Regions from separate parts of the Mus musculus genome. Here regions 2 and 3 are each linked to region 1. A link is a contact called in public HiChIP or PLAC-seq and promoter capture Hi-C data. All regions are on one chromosome and are shown on one strand. The core of a region is the stretch at or near the end of the contact, and the rest is flanking DNA. Distances in the headings are between cores, read along the strand shown. Region 1 holds the start of Pip4k2c (phosphatidylinositol-5-phosphate 4-kinase, type II, gamma). Region 2 holds the start of Avil (advillin). Region 3 holds the start of Cyp27b1 (cytochrome P450, family 27, subfamily b, polypeptide 1).

Region 1 (2,663 bases), core at 67-2,566:
GATTGGTCTGGAACTTAGAGATCTGCTTCCCTCTGCCTCCTAGAGTGCTGGACTAAAGGCATGCACCACCACTGCCCGGCATGTCCTTATCTCTTAATACTGCAGCCTTCTCCTTGGCTAGTCTGCGTCTTTAGACTTTTAATTCCTCTAGGGTAGAATTTTTCCTTTGCTTCAACCAGAGGAGAATCAGCCCCAAAATGGTAGTGGCTTCCAATTATGTTCTCAGTAAATACCTGTTGACTAGATGAATTAATGAACGAATTAAAAAAAAAAATCAACTTGGGGCCATGACCTAAAATTTCATATTTCCAGAAGATGAAGACATGACTTAGCCGGGCAGTGGTGGCACATGCCTTTAATCCCAGCACTTGACAGGCAAAGGCAGGCAGATTTCTGAGTTCGAGGCCAGCCTGGTCTACAAAGTGAGTTCCAGGACAGCCAGGGCTATACAGAGAAACCCTGTCTCAAAACAAAACAAACAAACAAACAAACAAACACCCAAAAAACAAAGAGAGAGAGAGAGAGAGAGAGAGAGAGAGAGAGAAGAAGAAGAAGAAGAAGAAGGAGGAGGAGGAGGAGGAGGAGGAGGAGGAGGAGGAGGAGGAGGAGGAGGAGGAAGGGAGGGAGGGAGGGCTCAGTGGTTAAGAGCGCCGACTGCTCTTCCAAAGGTCCTGAGTTCAAATCCCAGCAACCGCATGGTGGCTCACAACCATCTGTAACGAAATCTGATGCCCTCTTCTGGAGTGTCTGAAGACAGCTACAGTGTACTTACATATAGTAAATAAATAAATAAATCTTTAAAAAAAAAAAAAAAAGAGCATTAGCTCTTCCAGAGGACCATACTTGACACCCAGCTCCCACAACTTCAGTTCGGAGGATCCGACGCCCTCCTCTGGCCTCCGGGGCACTGAACTTACATCGTGCCAGCCAAACACCTATATACATAGAACAATTAAATGTATATATTTAAATTTGTCATGTCTGCAACCCCAACTTCATGGAGTCTGCAACCCCAACTTCATGGAGGACCAATCCTCACTTCCGTAATACCCAAACTTTATACCGAGAATGAGGCAGGGGATAGCAAGTTTGAAGCCAGCCTGGACTAAGCAAGGAGACCGGTCTCAAACAGAACGTTCGCCTACGGACAGAGCTCATCCACTAGAAACTGGACAGAACCGGAAGCGACAGAAGCGCCGCCCTGCACAGCGCCAACCCCGCATCCTTGTGAGTGCAACCCGAGCCAGGTGACCGCCCGGCAGCCGAGGGGGTGGAGCCATCCCCGCCGGCCCCGCCCCGCCCCGCTCGCGCGCCTGAGGGCGGGCCTCCGGTCACATGACGGCTGCGCAGGTGAGCACCGCTTCCGGGTCGGGCTTCGGAGTCGCGGCTAGCTCCCGCTTCCACTCGCTCGGGTGCGCGGGAGACTATGGCGTCCTCCTCCGTCCCTCCCGCCACCGCACCCGCGGCAGCTGGAGGCCCCGGCCCGGGATTCGGCTTCGCCTCCAAAACCAAGAAGAAGCATTTCGTACAGCAGAAAGTGAAGGTGTTCCGGGCCGCGGACCCGCTGGTGGGCGTGTTCCTGTGGGGCGTCGCTCACTCGGTAAGAACCGGCGGGACCCCGGCTCCTGCCCCTTGGCCCGAGGATCATCCGGGTCCTCGCGCTGCCGCCTCTCCCCCGCCCGGCCTGGTTCCCAGCGCACCATTCCCCGGTGTCCCCCGGGGTGGCTTCTGGTGGAGACTCTTGTCTGTCCCCTTCCCCTTTACTCCTCCCCTAGAGTTCCATCTTCACCTGATATCCAGCTCTGTTCCTTGACTCCTTCCTGTCAGGTCCAGCCCCAGGCTACAGGGACTGGCCAGGATCCGGCTGCAGCCAGAGGGACATTAAGGGGAGTGGCTCTGAAGGGTTATTGGTGAGGTCTGGGTGCGACAGTGCGTGAAGCGTGTCTGGGTACTACTGCCTGGCCAGAGAAGTAGTTTGATTTCCTCTCCACCTTGCTTTTGAGCCCCAGCCCTTGACTTTCGAACCTTGGCTTTTTCTGGGAATGCCTCTAGGCTTTTTGGACCTTCTAACCCTGCATGCCCTTTCCAGAGATTCAGCGTTTCAGAGAAGTTACCCCACTCTACCCTAGGGATGCCCTCTCTGAGGTCGAAATGCTAATATATGTCTTTGGGCTTAGCTGTGTCCCCATTGTTGGCTGGAGTGATGGTGTTTGCTATAAATGGAGTCACCTGTAACCAGGGAAAGGTTGAGGAGCCGTGGTGGCAAGGACGTTATTGGTGGACTTTAGGTGCCAGAAGGGGCTCGGAACAGTGCAACTGAGACCGATGGGCCCAGTGCACCTCCTGTCCTGAGGATATCGTGGAGGAACCAAGGCTAGTGAGGCATGGCTGGTTTTCTCCTTACTTAGGTCGGGAGTAGGAAGCATGCAGTTATCTTGAGCTTGACAGGGACTATTTTGATTACCACTTCTTTGGGTTGTAGACATGATGTGTTGTGGAGGTGTGAGGGGGCGAGGAAGAGGCCACATTGTTATGTTCTGATTGGAACATCGCTGGCGGTCAGTTAGCTCCCTTCTGCCTTGGCTGCTCTCAGGGGTATTATCTTTAGCGAGGATTCCATTTAAGGCATTTGCTGTGGGTAAGACTAGTGGAGATAAGGCTGC
Region 2 (2,663 bases), core at 44-2,543, 210 kb after region 1:
GGGGTTAACACACGAGGTGACCCAGTAGGTCTGCGAACATGTCTCATCTCAAGTCCTACCCTCGGGGAGACTGAGCTCTCACGGTATGCCAAGTGATCGCTAGGTTGGCTTCTCCTAAGACTCAAAGATGGGATGGTTGGACTTACGAGAGATTAAAAGACAAAATCGTCCCGGGGGATTGGAGGGGGAGGGAGATTGTGTGGATGTTTGATAGTTGGTGATATTCAGGGCTTGTTAACTATGTTAAGTCTGGGGATGGGGCATTGTTCAAATAGTAGGCGTCTGTCATCCCCAGCAAGGCCCCACCCCTAAAAGAAAAAAAAGGGTCTGACTCCACCGACCATTCTTTTCTTGAGCCCTAATGGATCTAACCAGGTTTGGAGAGGATGCACCATTACCACCAAAGAGCCAGGCCCCTTTGTGTGATGCCGCAGTAGACTGAAGCAGAGCCGTGGTGCGGAACTGCCAATGTTTGAGTATTTAATTTGATAACTTGTGCTGCCCCACCCTGCACAGCTCAGAACCACCAGGAAATAGTCAGCTTTCCTTCAGGCCGAGTTCTCTCACTTTTAAGTCTAATGCGTGACCCACCCAGGAAAGGGAACCAGAGCTGACACAGTCCTGGTTATCGGTAAAGCCTAACCAGCAACCTTAGCACGGTGAATCCGAGCCCCCAGTGCAGTCCCATGTCCCCCATGGAACTTCAGAATCCAGGAGCTGATTAGAGACCCAAGATTCAGGAAATGCCACACCCAGAAAGCCCAGTTCCATCTATCCACATCAAAGTCCCCCAAAGCTGGGTCTGTTTGTCTTCCCAAGCCGTAACCACCAGCACTTTGGGGTACGGAGAGCTACAAAGATCACAGGCACGGGGTATGGTCTGGGGATTCCAGGTAGCTTGTAACCTACTGGGGTTTAAACTTCTCTTGCCCCACAGTGGAACAGATGAGAGGGGTCTTGTTACCCCAAATCCCTGAGCCTCAAGAACGTGCCCAACCTAGCCAGTGGGATCTACAGGTTCTCTCAGTGTGAAGTTTGCAAAGCTCCATCTTTCCAAAGCTGCATCCCCAAAGACAAAAGCCAGGGAAGGTATGACTCTTGTCCCTTCTTCACCTTTGGCCTCATCCACACTCAGCATTTGGCTGACAAGGACACACAGAGTAGACCTACCTGACCCTCTGTCCTCCGAAGTCCGGCAAAGCAGCAGGTGAAGTACTGATGAGGTCTCCCAAAGCAGCCCGTCCTGAAGCCTGTTTCAGCAATGGCCGCACAGCATAGACACAGGGTTATATTTGCTTGTGTTTGCATCATAACCACATTCTCCTAGCTCTGGCCAATCACAGCCAACCTAGCCCTGGGCTTGACTTATTCAAACCAGAGAGGAAAGCTTTATCTGCTCCTATGCAAAACAGCGAAAACAAGAAGAGCAGACTTCTAAAGGCTTCTTTTAACTCCAGCTCCACACCCTGGTCTATTGATTTTTTTAAAAGTGCACTGTCCATCAATAATTCAGTGAGGGAGGATATGAATTTGCCATATTGTAGATATGAACGTATTATGCTGATGACAGGAGACTGGCTAGAGCTCCCCTACTGTGTGCCTGGACGTTCAGGGCTGAGAGATGATTCTGGGCAATTCTGTGGTGTCAGGAAAGCTTTTGTTGCTTGGAGTCTGTACAAGTCATCCTACTATGTGCCTGGAAACCATGCTGGGCTCTGAATCTCAAGGCCTGTTTGGCAGCATCAAGAGCACATGCAGGAGCCTCCAATTCCCCCAGGGCTTCAGTCTCTACCCCAGTCAATAGCACAGCAAGCAAACGCTTGCCAAGTACCTGGGGAGAGGGAGTTGGTTCCAACCCAGGCCCGAGAGGGGCTAATGCACTCCAACCTCTGTAACCTTGATCAGAATCCCAGCGTTTGCTCTGCCAGGTGCTATCATTTCACGATCAACGAGGTCATGCAGGAAGAACAGTGTCCACCGAGTGTCAGGTCAGTGGAAGGGAAGGAAAGCAAAAGCAGCTCCCAGTCCTGCACAGGTTTTTAAACCAGCCTTTATTAACAATTGTAATACAAATATTCCAAAAATATAAACAGACTCTTAATGGCATCCTACAGTTCAAGTTTTTGAATACAACAAATGTATCAAATCATGAAGCAAGGTGGCCAAGGATCCCATAGCCTGGTCACAGTGGGAAGCAGACCTCTCCCCTCCAAATGGCATCACGGGAATAGCCAGATCCGGGGTAAGGACAGGCATGGAGAATCACCAGCTTATGGTGCAGGGCAGTTCTGGGAGCTAACCCCGAACTAAAGGATGGGGCAGCTGGCCTGACCTGTGACCTCTTCTCCCCTGAACATGGACTTATCTGTTTTCTAGAAAGAGGGACTGGGGATGTAGCTTAGTTGGGAGTGTGTGCCTGACATGCACGAAGCCCTGGGTTGTCCCCAGCACCTCACAAGCCAGCAAGGTGATCACACCTGTAACCCCAGCACTCAGGGGGTGGAGGCAGGAGACCAGCGATCACCTGTAACCCCAGCACTCAGGAGGTGGAGGCAGGAGACCAGCGATCACCTGTAACCCCAGCACTCAGGAGGTGGAGGCAGGAGACCAGCTATCACCTGTAACCCCAGCACTCAGGGGGTGGAGGCAGGAGACCAGCTCAA
Region 3 (2,663 bases), core at 76-2,575, 160 kb after region 1:
CACCAATCTCTCATCTCCGTTCCTCTTTACTCACTTCCTGCTCAGGGATGGGAGTGGGTTCCATGGTAAACTGAATCACAGATGCTCACGTTCCAGCCAAATGCTGGTGCCCTCGCCTATCTCGTGGAATCGTAGGATTTTGGCCCCAAACATGCAGGGAGGGGTGAGGAATCGGCTCTACCTGCGTTCGGACTGGAGTACAGACTGGAGAACCGGGGAAATGCCAGAAGATTGGTGGAAACTTCCGACCTCCCTCCAAGCCCAACTTGGCTGTGGGAGTCGGGGCAGGAATAAGGTGCTCAGGGGTCGACTCACGCCGTTAGCAATCCGCAAGCACGCTGGTGGCGGCGACGGTGCTCTGCCCATGATGAGAAACTACAGCGCTCTGGACAGTGACTTTCTTGTCGCAGGAGCTGCTCCACAAGTGTAGGGTCGGCAACGTAAACTGTGCGAAGTGTCCCAAAGCTGCCAGACCATATTGGCCCGTACCGCGCAGCGCCATGCACCTGAGAGAATCGGCGCATTTGAATACCTGGGCGGGTGAATTTCGTTTGGCTTGTGCCAGGGCCAAGGGTGTTGGCTAGGCTTGGGAAAAGGGAGCTTTTTCAGTGCCGGGCTAGCGTAGGGCCCCCAAATGGCAAACTTTTTCTCCCATCCCATGAAAGTTTGAGAGAGAATGGCAAAACAGTAGACATTTAGCACTTCTTTTTAGTTATCTGGCTCTAGCCTAGGGGGAGCAGTTCCTTCAGGGCTCTTCTCCTAACTGTACCTCAAGAGGAGCCTCTAGTGAAAGAAGAGGAGCGCGTAGCTTTAAGCTTCATCTGCAGGATAGCACAGCGCTCTCCCTCCTTCAGCACGCTTGTCCTGGATCTGCAGGGTTTACTGTGTATGAAGCGACAGTACATCCCTTTGCCGGGAGTTAGGTATTGACTCCGGGGCAGTGGAACCTTCTATGGTCCCAGCGTGAGTTCTTCATAATCCACAGGTCCCCACCCTCACTGACCCTCCTTCCTGTGTTCTTCACCGTGGTCCTTTCTGCCATTAAAGCCGGCTCTCCCTGCTCAGTCCTACCAAGGGCAAGGACTGCCCCCTTACCTGCAGTTCATGCAGCCTGGACAGCCCCCCTTTGCAGAAGAGTTCAGCCAGGAAGCTGAGTGTAGAGGGCCCAGGGATGTCAGACAAGCTCCGGAGAACCGACTCACTGCCTCTGGAGCCCAGCGAGGCATCCAGCTGCAGAGGCAGGTGGATTCGGTGAAAAACTCTGGAGGCGAGCTTGACTGCCTGGGTCATGTCTGTGTTTGGGGAGTCTGCTCGAGAGCACTTTTCCAGAGCATCTTCTGCACTTGCCTGGACCCATATATACCCTTGGTCCTGGAGGTGAAGACGCCCCTCTCCAAGCTCTTCAGCCAATCCCTTTGCAAGTGGTCTGTGTAGCTCAGCACCCACAACAGTAGGCAGGGCTAGGGCTGACTCTGGCTTTTGGGTCTCCTGTGACAACAGCTCCACACCAGATGTCTTGTGCTCCTCTTGTATTAATGCCCTGGTCCAGCAGCAGCCTAAAGGTCTTCCTGGGAAAGGCTGTGCCTCTGGAGTTCAGGAGCCAGAGCCTGATGGATTTCCCATTTTCCTGGGGAGCCGAGTCCCTCAGGCCCGTCCCTGGAAATTGTCACTCCCTGAATGGAAACTAGGTGGAAGGTGCAGCCTCAGTTGTTCCCATATTCTTGGGTTGTCTTTTTTGCTGTGGAGATTCACCTGCGCTGGCCACGCCTCTCACCTCCTGTGCATGTAACACCATGGAAAGATGGCACATGGCCACCTTTACCTTTTATCTATTTGTATTTTAGAGTCACTGTGGGGTTTTTTTGTTTGTTTGTTTTGTTTTTTGGTTTTCCCAGACAGGGTTTCTCTGTGTAACCCTGGCTGTTCTGGAACTCACTCTGTAGACCAGGCTGGCCATGAACTCAGAAATCAGCCTGCCTCTGCCTCCCAAGTGCTGGGATTAAAGGCGTGCACCACCACGCCCGGCGTTAGATTCACTGTTTATATGCACAATTTGCCTTTTTTTTTTTTTTAAAGATTTATTATAAGTACACTGTAGCTGTTCTCAGACACACCAGAAGAGGGCGTCAGATCTCATTACAGATAGTTGTGAGCCACCATGTGGTTGCTGGGATTTGAGCTGAGGACCTTCAGAAGAGCAGTCAGTGCTCTTGACTGCTGAGCCATGATTTGCCTTTATCCATGTGTACTTGTGTGCTCTGGTGCCTGTGAAGTCAGAAGAGGGAGTTGATAGCCTGCATCGGGAATTGTGGTGGGTGTGAGCCTGGGAACGGAACCCAGGTTCTCTACCAGAACTCTTTTTAACTGTTGAGCCATAGGCTGTCCCTTTCCTTTTAAAGACTTTAAACTATATGTTCACATATTGGTGTGTGTGTGTGTGTGTGTGTGTGTGTGTGCACTCACATGAGTGCAGCTGCCCAGAATCCAAGACACTGAATCTCCTGGAAGTGGATTTACAAGAAGTGAGTCACCCACCTTGGGTGCTAGGAACTGAATTGGGGTTTTCTGGAAGACTGAGTACTCTCATCCACCGAGGCATCTCTCCAGACTCCATCTTTGTTTCTTGGGGAAGGAAGTCTCTTAGCTCAAGGGGATCCCTCTTT

Evidence for each region. HiChIP or PLAC-seq counts read pairs in DNA pulled down with a chosen protein or histone mark. Capture Hi-C pulls out chosen DNA fragments and counts their contacts.
Region 2: a contact with region 1 is called in a FOXA1 HiChIP or PLAC-seq map of pancreatic cancer cells. The contact joins the promoter of Avil here to the promoter of Pip4k2c in region 1. A contact is called at or near these places in 2 of 39 promoter capture datasets (pre-B cells and second pharyngeal arch cranial neural crest), 1 of 115 datasets of contacts at active chromatin or transcription factors (pancreatic cancer cells) and 2 of 9 other capture datasets (adipose tissue and pancreatic islet).
Region 3: a contact with region 1 is called in a promoter capture Hi-C map of pancreatic islet. The contact joins the promoter of Cyp27b1 here to the promoter of Pip4k2c in region 1. A contact is called at or near these places in 17 of 39 promoter capture datasets (the 3T3-L1 cell line, 3T3-L1-derived adipocytes, the HPC-7 cell line and 11 more), 3 of 484 Hi-C or Micro-C datasets (the G1E-ER4 cell line, embryonic stem cells and natural killer cells), 7 of 115 datasets of contacts at active chromatin or transcription factors (CD8 T cells, bone marrow-derived macrophages, embryonic stem cells and 2 more) and 3 of 9 other capture datasets (adipose tissue, liver and pancreatic islet).

The regions. Positions count from the first base shown.
Region 1 is chr10:127,210,275-127,212,937 of GRCm38.p6, reverse strand. It overlaps Pip4k2c (phosphatidylinositol-5-phosphate 4-kinase, type II, gamma), which reads left to right and starts at 1,316. Exons shown (of 10, transcript NM_054097.3): 1 at 1,316-1,600. The coding sequence starts at 1,427.
Region 2 is chr10:126,999,339-127,002,001 of GRCm38.p6, reverse strand. It overlaps Avil (advillin), which reads right to left and starts at 1,293. Exons shown (of 20, transcript NM_009635.3): 1 at 1,171-1,293. Ctdsp2 (CTD (carboxy-terminal domain, RNA polymerase II, polypeptide A) small phosphatase 2) reads right to left here. Exons shown (of 8, transcript NM_001113470.1): 8 at 2,027-2,663.
Region 3 is chr10:127,046,908-127,049,570 of GRCm38.p6, reverse strand. Cyp27b1 (cytochrome P450, family 27, subfamily b, polypeptide 1) reads right to left here and starts at 1,325. Exons shown (of 9, transcript NM_010009.2): 1 at 1,096-1,325; 2 at 316-506. The coding sequence starts at 1,290.